Regions from separate parts of the Sus scrofa genome. Here region 1 is linked to region 2. A link is a contact called in public HiChIP or PLAC-seq data. All regions are on one chromosome and are shown on one strand. Each heading gives the region's core, a stretch centred on a gene start, on an enhancer-like site or on the middle of the called end of the contact. The rest is flanking DNA. Distances are from core to core; before and after follow the strand shown.

Region 1 (2,779 bases), core at 51-2,550, 150 kb before region 2:
GACAGCATGTATCTAATAGGTCCCTGCACTTGTGAGAGCAGCTTGAGACCTGCTCCAGTCTCTGGTCAAGGGCAAGGAGACCCAAAAAGTAACCTTACGAGAAGATGCGTGCTGCCCATCAGAAATAACACAGCTATCCCTGGTTCCTTCTTCAATATGGGACTGTCTTGACTTGTGACAATCACAACTTCCTGATTAAAAATATGTATCCTATTTCATAAGATGGGTGGAAGTTACACACAGTGAATATTTCTTCACAAAGACTTGATGGCAAATGATATCTTGAAGTAAATACAATTTTCTTAAGGTAACAGTTGATCCTACTTGAACACCTCTCCAGGGAACTGCAGTCAGGCTGGGGACGATCCTAGCTGCCTAGAGAGCTCGACTGAGAAGGATTTTAGGACAGATCCAGCACAAAAGAAGAAAAGGTAGTGACAAATGGCAATGAACACCAGGGCAGAGAGGGAAGAGGAGGGCGTGTGGGCCACCGATTTGATTGGCATCCCCAGCCCACAACTTTCACCCTTGTACAAATTTCTGAAGTCATCAGCCAACACTCAAAATCGGGACACAATTATAATTGTGCTACCTTTCATAAAGAATCTAAAAAAAGATCTGGATTCTGCAGAGAGCAGTAGTCAGCCAAAAGGTGACAGTGGTTAAACTGAAATGTACAAGAATGTATAAAAATAAACACAATCAATTCTTTAGCCAGGAGGAAGGCTCACCTGATGTCCTTGGGAAGTTCTGGCAACTGCATCTTCTTCATCATGGCATAGTGGGAGATGGCCAACACAGCCATGCCCAGACACTCGTTCTCAATATCATGCCCATCCTGCTCCGTCTTGGGGTCTCGAATGGGAGCCAGGCATTTGACCAAATCGTACTGCCCCTGTGGGGTAGAGGTGAGAAGTAACGAGCCACCACTTGAGTTTCAAGAGTCCACCCATGTTTATGATCTTGAGAGGAAGGTTCCCCACAGGGAGATGCTACCCGAAAAGCAGTAGAGCAATGAGACTAATGAGATTTTTACTTTCTCTAGCACCAAGGCTCCTTCTCAAGAGTGGGGCATGACGAGGCTCAGGAAATGTTCTCCCCAGGTTCATTTAACAGACATTCACTGAGCACTATGCTGCGTGCTCATGAAAAGCATGAAGACATGAAGCCCCACCGTGGGGCTTCCCAGGTAAGTGGTGGGGAAAAGCAGCACGTACTAGGTTTACACTTCACCAGGGCAAGAGAGGGTGACAGCTGGCTAGGGTCTGATCCTTTATGAATGCCAGAAACACATACTGAGCATAGGAAACAGGGTATAAATGACAGGCACCACATCCCCTTCTGATACAGAAAGGAGAAGGAATCCAGTTTCTACACTGCGGCATTACCACACATTTTTTCAACATCTGTACAAGTTTCCAATAGGGAAATCTAACACCAAAATACACTCCTCATTCATGGAAGTGCAGAGCAGTCCAAGAGCCAATGAGGGCCTCAAAAATGCAAAAAATACAACAAAAACGCAGTAGCCGGTATCTGCCTCATACAGAGAAAGGATGACCATGTCAATGCTAGGTCCTTTTTTACTATTTCATTTAACCTGCACAACAGCCCTGTAAGGGATCCTCCAGCCACACAGATGGGGAATCTAAGGCACCAAAGACGAAAGAGCTTCATCCATTCACTTGGTAGTTACTGAGTAAGGAGAACCAATGACGGGCCAGATGCCATCTGAGGTGCGAGGGATACAGCAGTACACTGAACCTCACCCTGACCTCATGGAGATTCCATGAAAGAAACAAGAAACAAACAGATATATAAAACCTCAGGTATTTACCAAAACCAAAGTCATGTCCAAAGACAGAGTATGGCAGGGCAGAGGGTCAGACCCAATGTGACCACAGGGCTACAGCCCAGAGCTCTGAGGACCAGGGCCGAGGTAGCCTTTCTCCAGCTCAAGCACAGGCGGACGATGAAGTCTGGGGGTGCTGTTCCTACGTAAGGAAGACGATCCCTTTCCCTGAGGGGGCTTGAGATTAGTGGGTTTTGGATGGAGAGTGCTCACTGCTGCAATTCCCCTTTTCCAAGATAAGACTTCTCGGTTTTCTTCGGCAAGAGAAGGACCACTTCTACAAACTACCGAGGACCAATAACAATCATCTCCGCCAGCAATGAGAGAAGAGCCGAACAAAGTCTGAAATCATTCTGTCTGGCTGTGATCTTCTGTAAACAGCACTGTACAACTACCTCAAGTAACTCATTCCTGAAGCTCTGCAGGGCGGGATTCTAATGTAATACTTACTCTTGAAGCGCGGTGCACTCCTCTTCCAAAAGAGGAGCAGAATCAATCTCAGATGTGAACACCCTAAAACCAAGAGGCTGAATTCAAAAAACAACAGCCTGGCCTATTCATTTTATTTGTTCCACACAGTATCTGGCCATGGTCGTAGCCTGGCTCATTTCTCTGCTGTCTCTGAGGCCAGTCCTCAGACACGTGATGGAAGGCAGCTAGTGTGCAACAATGACGAGAGCTGTGCAGTGGAATACAACTGTGACACAAGCCCACAGGAGTAAAAGTGTATCCTAAGGAAATAACAATAATCAGAACAAATTTAGATGGATGTGGGAGGCTGTTTTAATAACTGTGTTAGCACAAGACAGGAAAATCAAGAACCAAAAATGTTCAGAAACAAGGATTAGTTAAATAAAGGATGGCTTTTCCTCTGGACTCCAGCTTCACACTCAACTCGCTACCTGAAATCTCCACTGGTGCATCTCA
Region 2 (2,871 bases), core at 39-2,538:
TGTCAGAAAAAGCTGTATGGGGTCCTTAATAATTTTTAGGACTGTAAAGGAGTCTTGAAACCAGAAAGTTCAAGAACTACTGTCCTAGAAAAACTTTTGCATTGTGCCCTAGAGGTCAGCACAAGAATTTTCACAGTAGCATTGTTCTGAATAGCCTGAAACTGGAAACATTCATCAAATGCAGGATAAATTAAGGGTTGAATATTGTTACAGTGGAACAGTATACAGCAGAGAAAGTGAACAAAGTACACCATAAGACATGGATGCTGTACACAATATGGATGAATTTAACATAAAATGAGCAAGAGAAGCAAGACACAAAATAACGTCTACTGTATGACTCTATATACCCAAGTTCTGTAACAGGCAGAATGAAACTGTAGATTTAAAGGGATGCTGACATAGCTGATAAAATACACATTCCTTGGTAAGACGCAGAAAAGCAATAAAGCAATTCCCACAAAATGTAGAATAAAGGCGATTTTAGCTGGGGTGGGGTAAGGAGGCTGTGCTTTTGGGGAACCAGTACTGTTCTACATCTGGATCACAGTCCTGTTTACAAAAGCGTTCATTTTATAAATTATTAAAACTATACATATATGTTTTATGCATTTTCCTTTTTTGTCTTTTGTCTTTTTAGAGCCGCACTGGTAGGATATGGAGGTTCCCAGACCAGGGATCCAATCGGAGCTGTAGCCGCCGGACCACGCCACAGCCACAGCCATGCCAGATCCGAGCCGTGTCTGCGACCTACACCACAGCTCATGGCAATGCCGGATCCTTAACCCACTGAGCGAGGCCAGGGATCAAACCCGCAACCTTATGGTTCCTAGTCGGATTCGTTTCCACTGCGCCACGACAGGAACTCCGTGTCTATATGCATCACACCAGCTTCAGCTGTACAAAGTCATTCTATTCTTCAAAGAAATTCCAGACATTTTAAATAAAGGTCATTTGATCTTTCAATTACCCCTTGTGGTTCCTGTGGGGGCGGGGGAGGGAACACCTGTCTCTATCAGTCAGGTTCCCACAAACAAAATCATTTAGTTGTGCAAATTTGGTAATTTGAGGAGAGTTTAATAAAGGGACACTTTACAAAGTGTGGGCAGGATTTAAGGAACCCACAAGTGCTAATAAAATACCCTGGTTTGGTAACTTAGCATCATTACCACACACTGGCCTGAAGGAGCAAGGGGAAAAAGCCCCTGAGCATGGGAAGCAGGAAGTGGCGCTGTGTGAAGAGCTGCTGGACCGGAGCGAGGACCTCTAGTGGAAGGACGCTGCAGCGCACTCACAGCTCAGTGGCTAAATATGCAGACCGTCCTCTCCTCCCTTCTGCCCTCTGATTACCGTGCTCCCTTGTGGTTGAACCTCCATAGAAACCAGAAGGAAGAGAGGCTATGCATTTAGGTCAACCTCCCAGGGAATGGAAGAAGCCTGGGGAGTAGAACTGGAGGGATGAGAAGATGGCCACATGTCCACCTGAACCTAAAATGTTAGCCATCTCTGTTATTTTTCTTTTTTTTTTTTAACTTTTATTTTTGTCTTTTTGCCATTTCTTGGGCTGCTCTCACAGCATATGAAGGTTCCCAGGCTAGGGGTTGAATCAGAGCTGTAGCTGCCGGCCTACGCCAGAGCCACAGCAACGCGGGATCCGAGACAAGTCTGCAACCTACACCACAGCTCACGACAATGCTGGATCCTTAACCCACTGAGCAAGGCCAGGGATCGAACCCGCAACCTCATGGTTCCAATCGGATTCATTAACCACTGTGCCACGACGGGAACTCTGTTGTTTTTCTTTTAAAGCACGGGGTACAGAGAAAAGGGAAATGTGACTAAGTGACATAAAACAGCTTGTACAGTCCCTGTTCCCGCAGCAGGTCACAAGGCCCACGCTGGGACTCATGGCTACCTCCTCTCTCTCACTGCTCTTCTTGTTATTTTTCCATCCGCACTTTGGCTGAATGTTTTATTTGTTTGGTTTGGTTTGGTTTTTACCCTCTCCTTGTTCTGGGCTGCAGTAACAGATAATTTTGCCTCATTTCTTTCTTTTCTTTTTCTCTTTTTTCAGCCAGACTTGCAGCATTTGAAAATTCCCAGGCTAGGGGTCAAATCAGAGGCAGGCCTACGTCACAGCCACAGTCAGGCTCTGCAACCTATGCCACGACTTGCAACAATGCCAGATCCTTAAATCACTAAGCGAGGCCAGGAATCAAACCTGAATCTTAACCCACTGAGCCACAATGGGATCTCTTTGCCTGCTTTTTCGAAAGCACGTTTGGAAAGACCTAAAATTCATGCATATGGGATAAGAAGCATTGTAGTCTTGTCTTCATTAGGCGAATGCAGTTTTCCAGTGACTGTACTTGGCCCCTGGGCCAAAGAGGGCTAAGAGGTCGTCCATTGAATCCCTGAGTGCTAAACATAGTCTTGCCTATGCAATCCCCACCATGCAGCAGCAAGCCAATTACTGCTAATTAAGATACCTCACCCCTTCTCTACATATTGGTTCTGTGGCCTGAAGAACCCCTAATGACCAGGGGTAAGTCAGTTTCCATTTCATTTGAACCAAATCTATTATACTTCCTATTTTTCTTTTTTTGTTTTTATAGGGCATATACAGATTCCTAGGCTAGGGGTCAAATTGGAGCTACAGCTGCCAGCCTACACCACAGCCACAGCAACACCAGATCTGAGCCACGTCTGCAATCTACTCCACAGCTCACAGCAACATAGGATCCCTAGCCCCCTGATGGAGGCCAGGGATTGAACCCACAACCTCATGGTTCCTAGCCAGATTCATTTCCGCTGTACCACGATGGGAACTCCTATACTTCCTATTTTTCATATGAAGGCACTGAGGCCAAG

The links. HiChIP or PLAC-seq counts read pairs in DNA pulled down with a chosen protein or histone mark.
Region 1: a contact with region 2 is called in an H3K27ac HiChIP or PLAC-seq map of alveolar macrophages. The contact joins two enhancer-like sites. A contact is called at or near these places in 1 of 47 Hi-C or Micro-C datasets (epiblast stem cells) and 2 of 2 datasets of contacts at active chromatin or transcription factors (alveolar macrophages and skeletal muscle).

The regions. Positions count from the first base shown.
Region 1 is chr6:147,523,407-147,526,185 of Sscrofa11.1, reverse strand. JAK1 (Janus kinase 1) reads right to left here. Exons shown (of 25, transcript NM_214114.1): 6 at 732-895. Among named protein-coding and RNA genes, the nearest start is that of JAK1, 96 kb to the right of the region's middle. Within about 2 kb of position 1,300, at least 2 of the 83 cell types and tissues checked have an H3K27ac peak or open chromatin away from gene starts, as enhancers often do. A contact at or near this core is called in alveolar macrophages, where this site is marked.
Region 2 is chr6:147,371,723-147,374,593 of Sscrofa11.1, reverse strand. It overlaps a transcript of JAK1 not described here. Among named protein-coding and RNA genes, the nearest start is that of MIR101-2, 42 kb to the right of the region's middle. Within about 2 kb of position 1,288, at least 11 of the 83 cell types and tissues checked have an H3K27ac peak or open chromatin away from gene starts, as enhancers often do. A contact at or near this core is called in alveolar macrophages, where this site is marked.